3 separate regions of the Sus scrofa genome follow, and regions 1 and 2 are each linked to region 3. A link is a contact called in public Hi-C data. All regions are on one chromosome and are shown on one strand. The core of a region is the stretch at or near the end of the contact, and the rest is flanking DNA. Distances in the headings are between cores, read along the strand shown. Region 1 overlaps OSR1 (protein odd-skipped-related 1). Region 2 overlaps OSR1 (protein odd-skipped-related 1). Region 3 overlaps LOC106509892 (a long non-coding RNA gene).

Evidence for each region. A called contact is a pair of places that touch in the nucleus more often than the background predicts.
Region 1: a contact with region 3 is called in a Hi-C map of omental adipose tissue, with 2.2 times the contacts expected there. A contact is called at or near these places in 1 of 5 promoter capture datasets (liver), 28 of 47 Hi-C or Micro-C datasets (adipocytes, adipose tissue, alveolar macrophages and 16 more) and 1 of 2 datasets of targeted methods (skeletal muscle).
Region 2: a Hi-C map of omental adipose tissue shows a contact between it and region 3, with 2.2 times the contacts expected there. A contact is called at or near these places in 7 of 47 Hi-C or Micro-C datasets (embryonic fibroblasts, fetal heart ventricle, fetal skeletal muscle and 4 more).

What each region holds. Positions count from the first base shown.
Region 1 is chr3:118,763,557-118,766,256 of Sscrofa11.1, forward strand. It overlaps OSR1 (protein odd-skipped-related 1), which reads left to right. Exons shown (of 7, transcript XM_021087818.1): 7 at 624-1,551. The coding sequence ends at 759. Among named protein-coding and RNA genes, the nearest start is that of OSR1, 400 kb to the left of the region's middle.
Region 2 is chr3:118,393,629-118,396,430 of Sscrofa11.1, forward strand. All of the region lies in intron 2 of OSR1 (protein odd-skipped-related 1), which reads left to right. Among named protein-coding and RNA genes, the nearest start is that of OSR1, 27 kb to the left of the region's middle.
Region 3 is chr3:119,299,365-119,302,163 of Sscrofa11.1, forward strand. All of the region lies in intron 3 of LOC106509892 (a long non-coding RNA gene), which reads right to left. Among named protein-coding and RNA genes, the nearest start is that of RDH14, 150 kb to the right of the region's middle.

The DNA.
Region 1 (2,700 bases), core at 160-2,659, 540 kb before region 3:
TCTGGGATTCCCCCAGATCTCCAAGGAAACCACACAAATCTCAGGGATGGGGTCCTGGAGCATGGGATGGAGAACAGGGGCTGAAGAGGACTTAAGCTCCAGACAGGCACAGCTTCCTCCAGCCTCCGCGCTGTGCAATGGACGTTTCTGTGCTGATGGACGTGTGTGACATGTGATTGTTGAGCATTTGAAATGAGCAACTAGTGTGACTGAGAAAGTGACTTTTTGGCTTTGCTGAATTTTAATTTTAATAACCACCTGTGGCTGGGGGCTCTCCTCTTGGACAGCACAGCCCCAGCAGGTTTGCCACTCAGGTCCCCTCCCTGACCTTCAGCATTGACTCAGGCCTTGTAAAGAGGCAGGGGCTGGCCCCTGGTTGGGAAGGTGGTACCTCAGCTGAGCTAGACCTGCGTTGGGTTCAGATGGATCAGATGGTGCCCCAGTGTCTCCCTCACCTCTTTACTGCAGCCTCAAACTCAGCGTTTGCCAGCTGCACACTAGGAACCCACAAGCTCCTTCCTTTTGAGGGCAAGCGCCTCACTGCAGTGGGAAGGGATCTTGGATAACTGTTTATACCATTGCATCATTTTGCAAGGATTAACTCTGTCTGTTTTTGCCCTTAGATATATTCACTCCAAAGAGAAGCCTTTCAAGTGTCAAGAGTGCGGGAAAGGATTCTGCCAGTCCAGGACTCTCGCTGTCCACAAGACGCTACACTCACAGGTGAAGGAGCTCAAAACCTCCAAGATCAAATGCTAAATAGAGCCTCCAGGGCACCAGGACCCTGGGTCTAGCCACCCCCTCCTCCAAAGGGACAGAAGCCGAAGGCGACTCTGGCGGGCAGCGGGAGGGGCTCCCTGGACCTTCCCCGTCCCAAACGTGTCCCCTGGGTCCCCGGCGCACGCGGAACTCCAGAGCCTCGCCCCGGGCCGTGACCCCGGCCGCCCGGGCGGCTCCCCCAGGACGCGGCTAAACTCTTGGCCAAAAGGCGGTACTCACGTGGCGGAAGGGAAACTGCATTTAAAAAAGAACGAAAGCTTCGCGGAGCCGCAGCGGCGCCTCTCCCAGAAGTATTACTTTTTCTATTGTTATTTTATACGTTTTCTTTATTATTTTTTTTCTTTGACCATATAAGCTTGTAACTCTGACGGCGGAGAGCGAGGGGAGTGGGAAGGAAGTTCTGTGCTCTCGCAGCTTCCAACCCCTCCTCCCGCCCCCCTCCCCACCCCCGGGAGCCTGCAAAAGTGTAATCCCTGTATCTGCTTCGGCGGCCGGCCCCGGGATCCCGGGGCCGGGGAGCGCCCTCCCAGCTCCCGCCGCGCAGCGGGCGGTGGGCTCCTGGACTCGGAGGGCGGGGAGGGAGCCTGGGGCCCTGGGGCTGGAGGGGCCGGGCTTCCGGCTCCCCTGTTCCGCCGCCCCGTCACCTCGAGCGAGCAGCGGGCCAGGAGCAGGGCGATGGATTGCGATTGGCACTTTATGCTGACCATCGGTAACGGACATTTATCACTGGAGTTTTTAAAAAATATTAAATAAACGGCTATTTTACAGGCATTGCAGGATGGGTAATTTCCCTCCCCAACGCAGAAAACTGGCGGTCCCTTTCTTTGAGGCGAGCGGGGTTTCGCTGCCCATCCCAATCTGTCCCACTTCCAGAACCTTCCCCTTTTGGGGGTCGGCGGTTTGGCGTGGGTGCAGAAGCTCTCCTCCCTCCCGGTGTTGGCCTACCTCGGACCCCACCCGAGTTTACTTTACTTTTCTCCCCCACTTCGGTTTTAGGGTCTCAGTCTCCCCACTTCGAATCTCCCCATCAAAAGCTTCTGAGTTTACAAAGAAGCCGCTACTCCAGCCCTGGGAAATCTCAACCAGGTGCAGGGGTCGCTTAGGGTCCACTAAGGGACAGAATGTCACCCACCTTGCCGACCAAAAGTCTCCCTATGGCCTCTTGATTCTACTTCGGGGAGGGAAGGAAGGGCCCTCACGGACAGCCTCCGACGGGTTCAGACCCCTGGGCCCCAATAGGCAGCTGCCTCTGCAAAGCCCCAAACCTACATCCCTCCCGCCTTTACGATGCCCCTGACACAGTTCTCTGGCTGGGCTTGTCCCCAGCCCAGAGCCCGGCTCCACGCCCGCGAAGATTCCCTGCAGTTTTAAAAGCCTTGTCAGGAATGGCGGGGGCGGGAGCGGGCACCCTGGGAGGCCCGGAGAGTTTAGGAGGAGAAATCTGAGTCCGCCCTCCACGAGTTGAACCATCCCTGGGGCGCCTAGTTTTCCCACAATTAGAGGCCAGGCCGCCGGGGGCTCTCCTGCTTGGGGCGGGGCGGGGCTCCCCCAGCTCCAGCATCCTGACCGCGCGGCGGCGCAGGCGGTGGCGCCCGCGGCCTTTCCCGAGCCGAGCGCAGCCTCTGTGCTCGGCACTCGGCGGCTGCGGAGACCGCTGCGCCGAGCTTTCTTGCAACGGCGACCCCCAGTCCCAGCCTCAGGCAGGGCCCTCTGGTTTGAGAAAGAGGGCGGCTAGGGCTGTGGAAGTTAAAGTGCTCTAGCCTTTCGCTGCCCGTTCCCACCTCCTCTGGGGATGCCTCCTCGCCCTCGGCGGGCTTGAACTCTGCGGTTCCAGAACCCGGTTTATCTCTGTGGCCTTGGCCGGGACGGCTTGGAAGTGCAGCATTCGGAGCCACGCTGCCCCCTGCTGGACAGGCCTGG
Region 2 (2,802 bases), core at 38-2,537, 910 kb before region 3:
TGGGAGTGAGTCCAGAGGGTCCCCAGCTTAGGACTAGTATAGATCTTCCCTGACTTATGATGGAGTCACGTCCTGATAAACACATCATAGTCGAAAGCATCATAAATCTCAAAGATGCGTTTAATACACTAACCCACCAAAGAGCATAGCTTACGCGTGCTCAGAACGCTTACATGAGCCTCCAGTTGAACAAAATCAAAACTTTGTAATAAAGTGTTGAAGATCTCATCAAAGTGACTTACTGAGTACTGTGCTGAAAGTGAGAAGCAAAATGGTTGTATGGGTACAGAAGGATTGTTTACCCTCGCGATTGCCGGCTGCCTGGAAAAATCCAACCATTGTTAAGGAGGGACCATCTGTACAAATGTAGCTGGTGATTCTCAGAGGGCAGTCTGGGCACAGTGGCTGTCGCAGGGTTCTCCTGCTCCCTGTGGTTGGGTGGCCCTGCTTTTCCACCCCTTGGGACATTACAACCACAGCCCCCTCTGGCTTGGGAGACCGGCTGAGGCTGGGCCAGTGCCTGCGCATGGCTGGACGGTGCTTCGTGCTGCCGGTCACCAGCAGCCAGATGACCAGTGGGTGCTTGCTGATGCCACAAATAACACCGTGTAATGTGGGAGTCCAGGGCGTTTTTCTTTCGTGAGGTTTCAGGCTCTTCCTGAGAGCTCCGTCCTGCCCACCCTGAGAATAGCCTCCGGGAACAGTTGCTGGATGTGAGTGGTGCACTCTGAAGGAGCGGAGCGCCCTGCTGTGTAGATGAGCACCGGGTGGAAATCGGTCCTGGGTCTCCTTCTCTCTCTCCCAAGACCTCTGCTGGTTTCCTTAAGAGCCAATGAGCAGTTTCTACTTTGTAAAGCGTCTCGGCTTCATCCTGCCTGTGCTGTGCCCAGTGGGGAGAGCCTGTAAGTGCCTTGAGAAAAGGCCTTGGGGAGGGGGGCTCCCCTTGCTCGAGGACTCAGGGGAAACTTGCTGGTGTGGATCCTGGACGTGGGGGCATGGCTAGGGAGAAAAGGGGACGGGTACATTGGGGCCGTGCGTGGCCTGCAGGCGGAAGGGCTGAGAGCCCCAGCTGGAGAATGTGAGGCAGGACCAAGGCTCAGCTAAATCTTTGCCTCTGGGGCCGCGGGAGCCTCAGGGCGGGCTCATCCTGGCCCACTCGAGGCGGGGGCGGGGCGAGGAGTGGGGGCGGGGGTCACCTGGCAAAGGGAGGGCACCATGGGCTGGTGGGTCTAGCCGGGGATGGGGTGGGGGCAGTGTCCACTGGGGGGCACTGCAGCACCACCTTGGGCGCCTCTGCAGCCCCTCCGCGCCCGAGGAGTGGAGCTTGTCTACTCCCTAGAATTCTTGGTAGCTCTAGAGGGAGACAGAGATTGGCCAGGCTCTGGGCTGTCACCTGTGCCGGGGGTGGCCGCGGGGCGGGGGGCTGAGCATCCCGCAGTGCGCATGCGTGCGTTCTCTCCCCGCCCTCTCCCCCGCCACACCACTTCTTCATTCACACGGACACACACAGACCCACGTGTTCACAGCCGCTCACACTCAGAAGGCACCAACTACACACCCACGTACAGGTTCCTAACCACACACAGCTACACTCGTAGTCACACAGGCTCTCGCACACGCTTGCTCATAGTCACGTGGACTCTCATATCCACTTCACATACACACACACACACACACACACACACACACACACACACACGCACAAACTCTCTCTCTCCCGGCGTTGCCAGTCTCAGCCATGTGCCTCACACATGCAGGCAGGCCCGGAGCAGCTGTTTGTGCGGTGGGGCTGATGTAATGTCAAGAAATTTCGTGTTATATTTAAAATGACACCTGTAAAAATAATCTTCAATTTGTAATTTAAATACTGTAATACTCAATTACATGGACTGACAGGCAGTGTCCCCGTGGCTTTGGAGAACAACATTCTTGTGCCCCCCTCCCATGGACTGGGGATGAGGTGGGGAGGAGCCCAGCCGCCTTCCCTGGCCACCTGCGGGGGTCACCAGGCCCCTGCCCGGTGGCTTCTGCCGCTGCCTGAGTTCGTGGGCCGCAGGTCCATCTGTCCCCGCTCCCAGGTAGCGTCCAGCAGGAGGCCTCCTGTGGGTTTACCCAGGTGACCCAAAGATACAGTTTCCACCCTGGCGGAAAGAGGGGGCTCCTCCAGGACTGTGGATGGTCCTTGGGCTGCCCAAGCCGAAGGTCCCAGCGCACAATCCCACAGCCCCGCAACTCTTTGCCCTCTGCCTCGCAGCCTCAGATCTGCCCAGCCCATGCCCGCAGTTCACAGCCCTGCAGCCCCAGGGCATTCAGTTCCACCCCTGTGCTCCCCACCCCTGTGGCACACACAGCACCACAGGACAGTTTACCTGCCCTTGAACCCCTGGTCCTTGGTGGCACAGCTCACCACTCCCCGCACAGCCAGTCCCTAAGCTCAGGGTCTCAAGCCCCAGACCCACCGCCTCTTTCCCACCCAATCTCCAGCTCGCAGCCGGAGCTACAGCCCACAGGAGCCACTGCCTCCGGCCTCCAGTGCGTGGCAGGCGGTCCTGCAGGCACTGACACGGAGCTTGTCCCAGGCTGAGCGCATGGCTTTGCTCCCACGCCAGCTCCTCCTCCTCGTTTCTCTCTCCACTCACAGAGGGCACTCCCCTCCGTCCCCCTGCTGAAAATGGGTCATTGTTCCGGACCTCCCTAAATCCTTCCCTCCACGACCCTGAGTCCATTGCTTACCAAGCACTGTCCCTTAAATGTCTCTCCCGTCGGATTCTCTTCATCTTCTACCTAGTCCCAGGCTGGGGT
Region 3 (2,799 bases), core at 212-2,711:
GGTTCTTTTAAGTGATGTCCAGAGACCCACATTTCATGCTTGTTTGAAAGTGTATATGTAACTGGGGAAGCTGTTAAACAGCAGTCTGCCTTCACTCCAGTTATTTACTTATTTAGTTATATGTCAGCATGCAGTTCATTGAGTCATAATTCTTTACTGTGCCCTAAGATGACCAGCATTTGAGGGTGTCAGAGTAAATCTGTATCATATTTATAAATATTTCCCCGGACACCATCGCTGGCTACTTATATTTCAATTATCACAGGCTTTTTGTTTGTTTGTCCAAAAGAGGTTTCTTTGATTAGTAATATGACTTACAAAAAGGGAGGGGGGAAAGAAAAAAATCTATCTATTATAGAGGGAGGAAAAATACAAGTCATCCCAAAATAAACTGAACCAAATTCTTTGAAAGTGCTGAAAACTACTTTAAGATGTGCAGAGTCTTAAAAAAAAAAAAAAAAAAGGTGGGAGAAAAGCAGTACTTCATAATCATTGATCTTTACTGTAAAGGTCTAACCTAAAGCAGAAAAGTTTAGTTTAATTATGAGCGAAAAAAATCAAATAAGCTCAAATACAAAACATATTTCTGCCATTTTGCATTGTGTATATTGGCAGCAGAATAGACCGTTCTTAAAGAAAAATACAATTCTAACTCAAGTGAAAACAAACCAGAAAGCCAGATGAAGATAGAACCTCAAAGAAATGCTGCCTTCGTCACTCTTATAAGAGAACTGACAACTATAATCTCCTAGCAACATTTTCTGCCTCACACAATGTTCCAGAAGTGCAGGCAATGCAAGTGGTCTAATTCCTGTTGCACTACCCACAAGGCAAGGACTCAGACATGAGCCATTTTCTTTTGACTTCCTGGAGATTTCCTGTGCAGTACACCGGAGGCAAAGGCAGGATGGCTTTGCATCCCTTATGCAGCAGGAAAAGGCTGACTAAAAACCTGTCTTCTGGGAACACCTATCGTGTTCAGCTGTGGGTTCTGTGACTGGCAAAAAGGGGAAGAGATGCTATAAGAGAAGCCATATGATGGGGAATGTTCCCCCTTTGGGTCTAGAAAGAGCTGAATTACACTCAGGACCCAGAGCTGCCTCTGCCTTGCTCCCAGGAAAATGCCCATGAAGATAGCCTTGAAGAATCTGGAAAGGTGTGGTCACGTCTTCTTTGGCCACATTCTCACACTCATTTTTATAACCATTACTAGCAATCAGTCATAAGAGATTAAAGTTTATTTGGAAACTCAGTCAGCATGTTAACTGTGTTTAAAGCGAATGGCTCCCTCTTCTCTCATTTTAGCCAGAGATTTACACCCCTTCCAAGCCGGTCCTCATCTTATTTATGTAACTGCACTACAGAGTGGCTTGAGGTTGCCTCTTACAATAACAAGCTCTATTTATGCTTTGTGGGGCTGGGCCTGAGCAGTTAAAGCAACTTAGCTTGAAACAGGCAGGTCGCACAGAGAGGCTTCTACCAAGACTATCCCTCCTATAACAAGACAGCTTTAGCATTCTGATCATTGGGATCTAAGAGCTACTGGGGTCCTAAGGGACCTCCATGGACTCTGGGGTCTGCATTGTTTCAGGCACAAGGTCCCCTGAAAGGGGGGCATAACCTTAATACAAAGCAGCTATTGTTGGTGACACAAGAAAGAGAAATGCTTTTTCTGCTCTTGCCGCTTATCCTGAATAGAAAGAGGCATTAAAAAATACACTTTGGTATCAATCTTATTTCAAAGAAACACCTCAATTCCACATGTGGTACTCAAACATATACCTATACACATTCACATGCATAATGTGCATTACTATATTTAATAACACAAGGAGTTATTAACCATTATTCTTTTTCCTTATCGACATTGTTATCTTTTAGAAATCCACCCAGATTTTGTAACACATTTACAATGGAGCTTAGATAAGGGATCTTTGCCTTATGCTCAATTCGAAGGTCAAGTTTAAGTAGATTGACATCTCTGAGAGGAATATGAAATATATTTCAACTTCATCTAGAATCATACTACCATCTCCTTCTATAAAAGAACAGTTACAAAAGCCGATTTTCTTTCTCCACAAGCTGTCAAATGGCGCCCCCTTCCTGTCAGTGACAAATGTGGACAAGGAACAACAACAAAAAAAATCGCACTGCTTTGTAGCAACTCAAAATGTAGAGTTGTAACTGTACTGATTCTGTAGAGATCATTTCGGGGATACTTTTCAACACACATGTAAAACAGAATGATATTCAGGCAGGGGAAGTCTCTTATCATTTCATTAATTAGTTAAAAAGTATTTTCAGCAGGCACTGTGTTAATCGCTAGAGATAAGGGTCTTAAATCTCAGAGAACTCAAAATCTTACAGGGGAGACAAGAGTCAACCAAGTATTAAAATACAGGTGAACAAGTGCTGTATTTCCTATGTATGCCAAGTGCTGTTAGAGAACTAATGTTTGCCAGAGTTGTTTAGGGAGGGCGTCCTAGAGAAGGTGATGAGTAAGTTAGGTAAGGAAGGATGGTTATATGCTGACCAGGCAGAAAAGGTAGAAAGAGAATCCTCAACAACTAAAATGAAATTTTATATTCTTCGGAGTTTGACAGAGCGTGTTAGAACCAGGACCAAGAACTTCATGGTTTTTAGTCGCTTAAGATCTATGTGGACAAGTAAAAGAAGAAGAAAATGGAGAAGTATTCTAAAGTCTGCAAAGCTGAGGAGTTTAGACTTCAGTCTGAAGGTAACAGGAGACATAGAAAACTTGTTAAACAGTCCAGTACACACTGAGTTATATTTCACTGC